Regions from separate parts of the Anas platyrhynchos genome. Here region 1 is linked to region 2. The links are chromatin contacts, called in public Hi-C maps. All regions are on one chromosome and are shown on one strand. The core of a region is the stretch at or near the end of the contact, and the rest is flanking DNA. Distances in the headings are between cores, read along the strand shown.

Evidence for each region. A called contact is a pair of places that touch in the nucleus more often than the background predicts.
Region 1: a contact with region 2 is called in a Hi-C map of F5 follicle, with 4 times the contacts expected there. The contact joins the promoter of IFT56 here to the promoter of NFAM1 in region 2. A contact is called at or near these places in 2 of 8 Hi-C or Micro-C datasets (F5 follicle and skeletal muscle).

What each region holds. Positions count from the first base shown.
Region 1 is chr1:43,258,365-43,263,712 of IASCAAS_PekinDuck_T2T, forward strand. It overlaps IFT56 (intraflagellar transport 56), which reads right to left and starts at 3,334. Exons shown (of 18, transcript XM_038168341.2): 1 at 3,038-3,334; 2 at 2,797-2,934; 3 at 2,615-2,707. The coding sequence starts at 3,319.
Region 2 is chr1:42,997,826-43,003,094 of IASCAAS_PekinDuck_T2T, forward strand. It overlaps NFAM1 (NFAT activating protein with ITAM motif 1), which reads right to left and starts at 2,263. Exons shown (of 12, transcript XM_072035558.1): 1 at 2,149-2,263; 2 at 1,883-2,046; 3 at 1,609-1,708; 4 at 510-643.

The DNA.
Region 1 (5,348 bases), core at 2,084-4,583, 260 kb after region 2:
CACTCTTTGAGAAAGGCTTCTACCTGCTAACATGGGGGAGTGTGACGTTAGTCAGGCTGAAGTTCAGCCTAGAAACTGACAGTTGGTGTGCCTACGATAGGAAAAGAACCACATTTGAATGTGCTGTCATTTTCAATATTGCTGCCATTCTCCCTGAAGGTATTCTTGGGGTTGCAGGTCTGTCTGTTTTTCACTTTTTTCCCCACCTCTCCCAGTAGATGACGGAGGCCACCTCAGCCCAATGCCCAAACCTCTCCATAAGTTGCCATGCAACCAGCATGCCTAGCTCACGTGAAAGCATCAATACAAATAAAAGGAATATTGAGTAGCTGAATTTGTGAAGAGCCTCATCAGGTATAAAGAATATAAACTATGGACTAGGACTATAGTGACACAGGCTATGTACGTTGTCACTTGCAGGCATTTGGGATTGTGAATCATTTGGTCTGTGTGTAATGTTACTATGAGGATTAGAAAATTCTTCAGAATTCTAAAGACTCATTTACTGTGGTCCCAGCACACTCCAGAATGCTCCAGGAGTTCAGATAATCAAGGAATTTGTCCTTGAGAATACACCAATGCCTACAGCAGTGAAGACTCTGCATTGCACTGCAGCCTTGAAGCTTATAACTGAAAGGGAATTCAGCCACCACAGTCAACACTCTTTCCCTTGATCACTACAACATTGGGAATTGCAAACACAATGTTCAGTCCCAAAAGAAACTAGACTGAGATACACAAGCTCATTTCCCACGACACCAAAGTGACAAAGATATTAGCATTTGTCACTGTGCCAAAATCAATCATAAAGGAGAAAAGATAGGCCTTGTGATCTCTCATTTAAAAAAGGTTTGTATGCATGGTTTATGGTTGGCTTTTTTTTTCTCCCTACTAGGATGAGAAGATGGAAAAATAGAGCAGATTGTAGTTTTTAAAAGCTTGAAGCAATAGCATCACCTAGTGGTGAATCAAACACCACAGACCATGTAATTTCTACAAAAATGACACTTAGTCTTTCATTGAAGGAAGCATTTAAAATCTGTTCTGGCTATATAAGCACCTACTAGGTATTCCAAAGAGCAGAATTTATTTCGAAGAAATTCCAACTATTCTTTGTTTGTATGCAAACATTTTTTCCTCTTTTTAAACTTCACTCCCTATTAACACCCTAACGTTTAGATATAAATTAAGTAAAGCCACTGATTGTTATATTCATAGTCTTTAAATGACAACTCTAAATGTGAATATTAAGCTAATGTTATGTTCTACACTATTGCTATACATTCTATATACTATGTATACCATCAGTTTAATTACACTGAACAGTTCTAACTTCTCCCAATAGACGTTTCCTTTTTAATTTTTAAAGTAAGGGGAAAGTGCATTGTGAACTTGGAAGCTATAAGAATTCCATTTCTGCCTTGCACATTAATCTTGTGCATGTGATCTTGTTTAACTATAGTTAAACATCTAATGTTACCTATAGAACAATTATATTTTGTCTTTTAATCTATTTCACCATGGTTATATTGTTTTGTTAATACTTCAAATAATCGTCTGTTTTTAACACTTTTCCCAGGGAAGGCAAGTTAAAAGACTGTTAAATATTTTCTCAGAGTATAGCTATACCTTTATAGCAAATTGTAATGGAGATCTCCACCAATTGACATTGGTCAAAACAAATAGGACTAAAAGAGTGCAATACAGCCTCGTATGGGTGCAGAAATTCACACCTGTAGGAATGCAGCAATGAGACAACCACCACTCAGGCAGACTGGGTTGTTTCTGAATGTTCACTAGCTTATATGCAGCCTTATGGGTACCACCACACAAGTCCCCACAACGCTCCCTGTGCTGGGGTGCACACTGATTCCAGCCCTCAAAGCTACAAAGCACAGTAGGCAACAAAATCTGTTAACGCTTCTATAGAGAAATATGCTGGCACAACTGTGGAAAGGATTCCAGCGACATTGACAATAAACTGACTGCCAACAAACTGAGCTTCACTGGAGACAGAAATCAACACGAAAGAGAAAGAATTACATATGGATTCATGCACGAGAAGTAACACAACAACACTGTATGGTGCAAATATTGGTATTTTATGCATGTCTGAATAATCAACGTGTTTCTTTGTAACTTAAAACTTTTGGAGAATAAGAATGTCTTATTCCATTGAATTGCCTCATATAAGAAAACATGCAGAAGAACAATCAAGTACATCAAATAGCCAGAGACATCAACCTCTACAGACAATTAAAGAAGTATGTGTATTACAGATAATGTATGCAACAAGGACAAAGGAATAATTAAACCTGAAAACAAAGCCGTGGAAAGTTAACTGCAAAAAGTGTATTGAAAATCGAGGACATGAACTATGACATTAGAAGGGACAAATTAGGTTACTGAGCCTAGCATTAAATAAGAGTAAATAACTACATAAGGTCTATGTTGATGGGTAACATAGATTTTGCAATCCAAACCGCTTCCCTACCACATGTCTGTGATGTAACTGGCTGGCAGGACCGCTCCCCATGCAGGACACCCTCCTGCTGTCACCCCGCAGCCCAGGTTCCCCACTCCCTAGGCGGGGGGCCAGCTCTCCTCCCCTTACCTCCAGCGCTCTCTTGTAGTCGCCCAGATGAAAGGCGGAGTACCCGATCCACAGGTCGGTGTCCTCCTCCTGCTCCCCCACGTGCCGCTTAAACTTGGGAGAGGAAGAAAAAAAAGAACGTGAGCGCTTTGCCCGGGCCCCCGGGGGGCTGCCGCTCACCCTCCCCGCCCGAGACCCGTCACCTCCAGCAAGGCGATGGCGCCGGTGAAGTCCCGGAGGGCCAGGAGCTCTTCCAGCTGCGGCACCTTCTTCCCCTTCTTCCTCCGCCTGTCTCCCGCCGCCGGGGCGCTCCCCACGGCCGGCTTGGCCCTGGAGAGCATCTGGGGGGAGAGCGGAGCGGAGCCGGGTCAGGGAGGGCCGGGGGGATCCCCCCTCAGCCCCCCAGCCCGGCGCCCCCCCGTCCCCGCCCGCCCCGTCCCTCACCATCCTGCCGCCGGGCCCGCGCTCCCCGCTCCCCGCTCCGCCGCCGTTGCCGCTGCCGTTGCCGCGGTAACGGCGGGGCGGAAGGAGGCGCAGGCCCGAGCGCGGCCGGTGAACGGGCGCCGGCTGGAGGCGGGCGCCGTCCCCCTGAGTTCCGCCGCCGCGGGTGTGGGGGAGGCACCGCCAGAGGCTCCCCGTAAAAGAGGGGCAGCCTGGGGAGCCGCCTCGCCTGCTGCAGGCCCGGAGGAGCTGGCTTTTTGATCCTCCGGGCTGCGGTTGCCTCATGCACAGAGGCACGGTCGTGTAAATGAGTGTTCTGGTTGTCCCCCACACCTCATGAGCGCCCCAGTGCTTGGCTTGGAGGTCCTCGTGCTTTCAATAATCATCTTGCAGACCCTCTCTAGTATCTGGTCTCTTACTCCTCTACTTGGCTCTCAGGTCGTTTGTTCTCCTTGCCAGTTAGACCATCTCCATGTTTGCGAGTGAATACACATGGACAGACACCCCTACACAATATGCACGCATTCAGTGTCTCCAGGTGCTGGCACGCCAGACACACGGACCCCTAACAACTTGTGGTCTAATTCCAGCTGCTGGCGCTAAAATCTCCATACACACATGCACACAGAATAGAGAATCCCTTTGTACAAGAAGATAGTTAAAAGTGGAATTTAATATGAATACAAGACAGACTGTGCCTATCAGATGCAGGGCACAGCCAGAGACATGTACTATGCATCATTTTCTTTATACGTGGGCAGCCCCTTTTATCCCCTTATCCATCCATACTGGTTCCTTCCCAAACCACCTTGATCCCTCCCTTTTCCCACCTTTAGTCCTCCCATTGAATATCCCATACTAAGTTTTGTGTAATCCCAGAAAGCTTTTCCCTGGCATCCCATGATGAGTCTCATACACTTATAGTCACTACTGCCCCTTAGTCTGTAAGGTGCTCCACAGAGCTTCTTCTGTTGATCTTGATGGGCTGATTGCTCTCCTGTGACAGCCCTGAGAAGAGCTAGGTCAACGTGAATGAAGTTTTTGGGGTTCCTCACCTGTCATTATTCTTCTGTGCTTCTTTGTTTTTGTGGTGATGAGACTTCCACCAAGTAACTTTACAAGAGCCTTTCCCTGAAGGTGGCGCACAAGTCTGGTGCCTGCTGCCCTGTGGCGGTTGTAGATGATGAAAGGGAGAGAGAATAGAAATAGGATTTTTAGTTGCTAGAATCCTCTCACCTGGCCAACTTCAGCAGTCAGGGAGACACTGAGCAGGAGCTCCCATGGTGGAACCTCGGTCTGGAAATGGGACACCAGCATAGATGGAGCTTTTGGCTGACTCAGCAGGGCTGTTCATGTGCTCCAATAAAGAATCATGGTTTGCTGGATTGTTGCTGGTAATATTCTCTTGGTAGGATGCTATGTAGCCAACAAGTCGTACCACATGGATGTTTATATTTTTTTTTGTAAAAACTACCATCTGGTAAAAAATACCAGATCTGGTAAAAACTACCAGATGGTAGCCATTCCATCTATATTACCATAAACATGATAATCGAGAGTATAATATAAAATGTTAGGTGTGCAGGTTGTGTACATTTTAACAATATACAGTACGTGATCTCTTTGGAAAATCCTGGTAGTGACCTTGTTTCTTGTAGCATTTCTGACATTGCAGTTTGCTGCAAATAGAACAGATCTGTTCTAATTACAGAGCAACACCACACAATGTAATTCATCAGACTTCCTTCTTTTATACTTTTTTAATTGCACCATTAGAAATCCCAGTGAAGAGGAACAATAAATTATGCTACTGTTGACAACTACCCAAAACACCTGTCCATGGAGTGTTTTAATGAAGTATCTGTATTTCTGGCTTTTCTGTTTCCTTGAGAATAAAAATTACTTTGCAGTCCATCAGAAAGAAATGAGACTTTTGTTGTTATTTGCTTGTTTTGGTACAAATATATCCTGGCACACTGCAACCATTTGTAACCTAGTGCAGCAATAAAGAACTGTGTACTTCTTCAGAGTATGGATCCTATGTTCGCATTCTCCCAGTCACTTCAAACCAGCTTGGCCCTTGAAAAATACAGTACTTGCAACTGTCCCTGAGAAGTTATGCTGCAACCGGAATCCTTGGGAGCATTGTCATGATGTCCCTTGCTTATGAATGTGTTTTCATACCACAGGCCTCTCTCCTAAAGGAAAGAATATACTCTACTCTCCCACAGAGGATTTTTAAGTAAGAAATTAATTTCAAGTTAGTCAATAAGTGATAAAGATTAGATACCACTGATTTAGCTTCCTTTCATAG
Region 2 (5,269 bases), core at 1,013-3,512:
GCTGAACCTACCCGAATTGCCTGTTTGCAGCTGTGTCCAACGTACACCCACAAGCAGAGGCGCACACACACACGTGCCCACACATGCCCCCACAGCCAACTCCAGGGAAAGTATTTATTCAAACAAAAAGACTGCTGCTAGCCAAGGCAAAAGCAGCGCTGCAGAGACCACAACAAAGCCTCTTTATTGCTGAAGCGTTTAACACCACAACCATCCAAAAGAGAAACACCGCTTGGCGCAGAGAAGAGCTGCAGCAACTCAACAAGCCTGACTGCAGAGCCTGCCTGGGAGCGTTTCAGAGCATTCCCCGGCACAGCAGCTCTGGATTTGCAGCCTCGTCAGAGACCGGCTCAGTCCCCCATCACTGGAAACCCAGCCAGCGGCAACACACGCACACCTCCAAGGATTCGCAATCTCTTTGACTCCTCTAACCCCAGACTCTGTGGCTTACGGTTTCCCTCTGGCTGGCGGTGCGAGCGACAGGAGAGCCAGAACAAGCAGGGCCGTACCTCTGCCAGCATTTTAGCACCGTTCTGCGTCGAGTGCCTCTCAGCAGGGCTGGATGATGCTGAGGTAAAAGCTGCCAATGCCCTCGCTACGCTTCTACCCGTTGAACTGCTCCAGGGAAGAGAACAATCAGCAACTAGAAGGGAAACCAGAAAAAGAAAGGTGTTGACACTACCGTAGGGAAGGGAGGGGGTGCTTTTATAATTCCCTTTCACCAACAAAATGAGTCTGCCTCAGAAATCACCCTGCTCCTGCTCTTTTATTTCTGTTGCTCAGCTGGAAAGCTTCCTGGGGACTAAATTATCATCACACGCCTGCTATGCTCCCAAGGGCTCACGCTCCATGCCTGCGCCCCGACCTCGCGGCGTTCCCCTCCAGCTCCCCTTCGCAGCTTTCCTTTTACAGCCTCGTCACAAGCGGGATTTCGCCTCCAAGGACTTCCTTGACTTCTTGGGCTGACATCTTCCATGAAAAAAATAAAATAAAATAATAAAATAAATTAGAAAATCCACCTGGCTCAGCCCCAGAGCCCACAGGGCAGTGGGAACCCAGGGAGGAGGTGGCGGCCGAGGGGCGGCGGCCGCGCCCTCCCCCACAAGATGGCGCCGTCGCCCCGGCCGCGGGCAGCCCCGAGCCCTGCCCCGACCCCGGCCCGGCATGGCGGGGCCGAGCTCCCTCAGCCTCCCGACCCCTCACCACAGCTCCCCAGGGGGGTCTCTGGAAGCAGCGCTGCCCCCCAGCCCTGCCTCCACCCCTCGCAGGTGCCCCTCTGCAAGCCACGAGGCACCTTCCCCCTTTCATTTTGACCCGCTGGTGCACAGAGTATTGGTGGTTTTGTCTGTTTTTTTAAATTATTAAAAAGCTCTGAAAAACTACTACTCCTGCAATAAGCAAGAATGACTTCTTGGGGCAGGTGAATCCTTGTCTCCCAGTTTTACATGCGCTGTCAGCACGGCAGAACACTTTGTCATCTGTTCACGTGAAACGTGGGTGCTGGGCTGAGCTGGTACAGGTCACTGAGAAGATGAAGTGTGTGAAAAGTGAATGCCATGCTGGTCCCATCCCATCCCATCCCATCCCATCCCATCCCATCTCTCTCACACTGTCACTGCCCCCATCGCAGGGACACCTCCATGCTTCCTGCTCCAAGCCCCCCTTGGCCGGGCATCTCCTCTGTGCAGCAGCACTGCAACTGTAGCCCCTAGAAAACGAGCACAACTAGGATCCATTTAAGGCAAAATTAATGCTAATTAACTGTAATCAACAACTCGCAGAACAATGTTTACTCAGCAAGCTGCAGCTATTGCCATAGCGGTTCGCCCGTTAGGCGAAGGTAAGCAGAAGGCGGGATACAGGAAAGGAAAATAAACCTTACCACAGGCTCCAGCACAGCCCGCTGCTATGGTGCGAAGCCAGCCCTGATGCCTGCTGTCCTCCCTTCTCACCCTGCCTCCCTCACCGCAGCAGCCCGTGGAGAGGAGCAGGAGCCTGCGGTTCCCCGCATGCACCGCAGACCCAGCTCGCAGCCAGTCCCGGGCTCTGGCAGTGGAGCAAGACCAGAGGGACTGAGTCATTTTGGCAAGCCCCAAGGGGCAGCAGCCCCCCTGAGGGTAGAGGTACAGGGAGCAAGGGTGGCCTCACCTCGGGACGCCCGGGCACAGTTTGCCACTCAGTCTCAGAAGCCCCTCCTACGCAGCCGGCGCAGTGGAAACTCTTGCCAGTGCTGGTGGGGAGTGAAGTTTTATTATGAATGAGACTTCTCAACCTGCAGAGGCCTCCTGACAGTGAGTGTGGGCCCCTGGCAGGGCGCTAGGCGAGAAAGCGGAGATGATGTGTACGCTGATTTTTCCTGGGAAAGCTTCTTACGTATTTTCCACCCGAAGCAAAGCACTACCAGCACTAAGTGGTGATGCTGCACCTTTCTCCCTCAGCAGGTCGGGGCTTTGCAATGCCATTGCCCTGGCCTCGACAGAGGGAGGCTCAAATCAGTGCAAACTTCAGCAGCTGCGGGCTCACCCCACCAGCCCTGTGGGAGTAGGAGAGCAGGAACCCTGAGAGCAGGAGCCATGTGCACAGCCCTCCCACAGCCACCGCGGGATGTGTCACCAGCCCCAAGGTGCCACAGATGAGCAGAGAGGCCAGGGGCAGGATGCTGGCATCTCCCGGCCATGCTGTGTTAAAAGAGGAGCCCTCTAATCGCCAGCAGCGCTGCGTTGGGTGTTCGCATCAGTCCTTGAAAAGCTTGAGGGGATGGCTGCGCAAGCGCCCTGCCAAGAGAGTGGAGGGTGGGCAGGCAGGCAGGGCTGGCGGGGGGCCGGCTCCTGCAGCGGGCAGACGCAGGGAGGATTGTGTAGAACAAGGAGATGGGGCAGCCAGGCAGCCGCAGGACCCGTGCCTGCCAGCCACCGCCTCGCCAGATGGCCTGCCAGGCGAGCCAGTTGGCTGTGCCAGGCCCGGCTGCCCAAGCCCTGGCAAGGCGCAGCTTCTGCTTGCCTTCAGGTGCCCCACGGCGTGCCCCGCAGCTGCACCACGCTTCCAACTCGTTTTCATCCAAGTCCCTGCGTTCCCTTGCACCTTGCCTACATCATTCCCTCCCCAGTTCTTCCCCTCACTTCCTCCTGTTGCTTTGTTTTCTTTTAATGTCTTTCCTATTTATTTTTTTTTGCCTAGCTGAGACTCCTTGCTTGCCCACACAGCTGCTGGCAGCTCTCCAGCCAAGGGACCTGCAGCAAGCAACAGCAGCCTCTGAGCCAGCAGGGCCCCCCTGCAGTGGGGCACGCATGCAGTCGCAGCCGGCATTAGATCAGCGCCGCTCTCCTCGCGTGCACCAGGCCTCTGCCAATTCCTGGGAGGAAGGTTGGGAAGGGATTAAGTAGCTAAGTATCTTGCTGGCAAAAAAAGATGGCTTTCTTTTCTATTAATTCCTCAGCTTTCCTTTTATCGTGAACTGTGGAGAATACACAGGCTGATACAGCTGTTATAGCAAACTCTCCTAGGGTGGAAAAACATCTCTAAGCCACCAGGCCCTATTCTGGCTATCCAAACTAAATAAACCACCCTGGCAAGAGCGTTTGCTGAAAGAACCATCTCTTTGCTAGGATCTTTGTCAATATAGAATTGTTTTTCATTCTCTCTTCCTTCTTTCCCTCCCTCTGCCCCTTCAATTTCCCACCCAAAATCCACATCCCAAGCTGACAGGCCTACAGGACACAGGTCTGTTGTTTTGGCCTATTGCAAGAGGATCATTACCAAGTTTTTTTAAACCCTTGTCAAAATTCCTGCATGCAGTTTAAGATGGATGATGAGAATACAGCTTAAAAGTATGAAAAGATCATTGCTGACAAAGCTTTTCCCTCGTAGGCACAGCAAGCACAAAGGGGAGAGCACATGCATCCTACCAAGTGTCCAGCTGAGGAGGAAAGAGCAGAGCAAGGGGACCAGGCAGAGCATGGAGCATGTCCCCAGTGGGCAGGGGGAGGCCTGGGAGGGATGTTCTGAGCCTCTCTGTGGGGCTGGAGGCTGGGTCAAACCCCTCCAGTGGAAGGAGTATCCCCTGCATGGCAAACCCTACCACGGCAGGTGTAGACCAGCAGTGATGAGGAATGGAAAATGTGAAAGCCCCGGAGTGCGAGAGGAAGCGTGGAGGAAAAACCTCAGCAAGAACATGTGCATGGAGGTGGGACTACGTGGACACCATAGCAGGGTTCAGGCTCCCTCTCCTGTGGCTAAACACAGTTCCACTTGCTCTTACACATATATATGCGTGTACATGTATGCACACATTTTATGCACAGCCCAGCTACCAGCACTTGTGGCTTTGGTTTCCCCGAGCCACCCCCCTCAGACCCTGTGGCCCCAGCAGCCATGTGGAGACCCCTCCACCGCAACCGGGCCCACCACTTCTCCCACAGGCCCCCCTCCCTGCTCTGCTTGTGCTGGGGAGATCCTTCCCCACCCTGCCACTGCTTCCTTTATTATCTCTGCCCAGCTGTGGTTTATAAGTTGTTTAAATCTTTTCTAGGAACAGATAAGAGATCACAATTACCCAGAATCCAAAAACGCAGACAGCTTGAAATGTGGTTAGGCTCTGCCCTACTTTCATTGAGCTCAGAGCAAGGCTCTGCTGAGGTGTTTGGGGAGAGGAGGAGAAAAGAGAAAGACCCACCTCAGCAAACCGCCCCTTCCCTCCCTCCCTTCTGAAACAAACCTCCCCCGCCAAAAAAAAAAAAAAAAAAAGAAAAAAGAAAAAAAAAAAAGAAAACCTACTGCATCTCTTCAAACCACCCTTCCTCACCCTGCCTGCTCCTCCTGGCTGGCCAGGGACCTCCAGGCAGCAGAGCAGAGCAGAGCAGAGAGCTTCTCGAGGACGTGGTGGCTGGGAAGGAGGCTCTTGTGCATCGCCACAGCGTTTGGCACAGGCGTGTGCATCTCTCCAAGCTGAGCTCAGCAAATGGACAGGTTTTGCCAATTCAGGGGCAGGACGAAGACGGCGGTGCAGGGAGTGCTGCAGGCTAAGTGAGATGTGTCACCGGAGGTTTTAGCAACCACACGCTCACTGGCAGCTTTCCCTTGCTGAGCTGCTGCCGGGGTAGCCGCAGAGGTGGAAGAGTGGCCTTGGACTTCCCTCGGGTGAGAAATCCCCTCCCCGGGAAGTCCAGGCTCCATTACACAGCACAGCTCCACCACCTCGTCAGCCCCGTCTGAGGGCAATTCTTTCAGGAACCTGCAATGACCCAGAAGGGATACTGCTGAAAAAAATGAC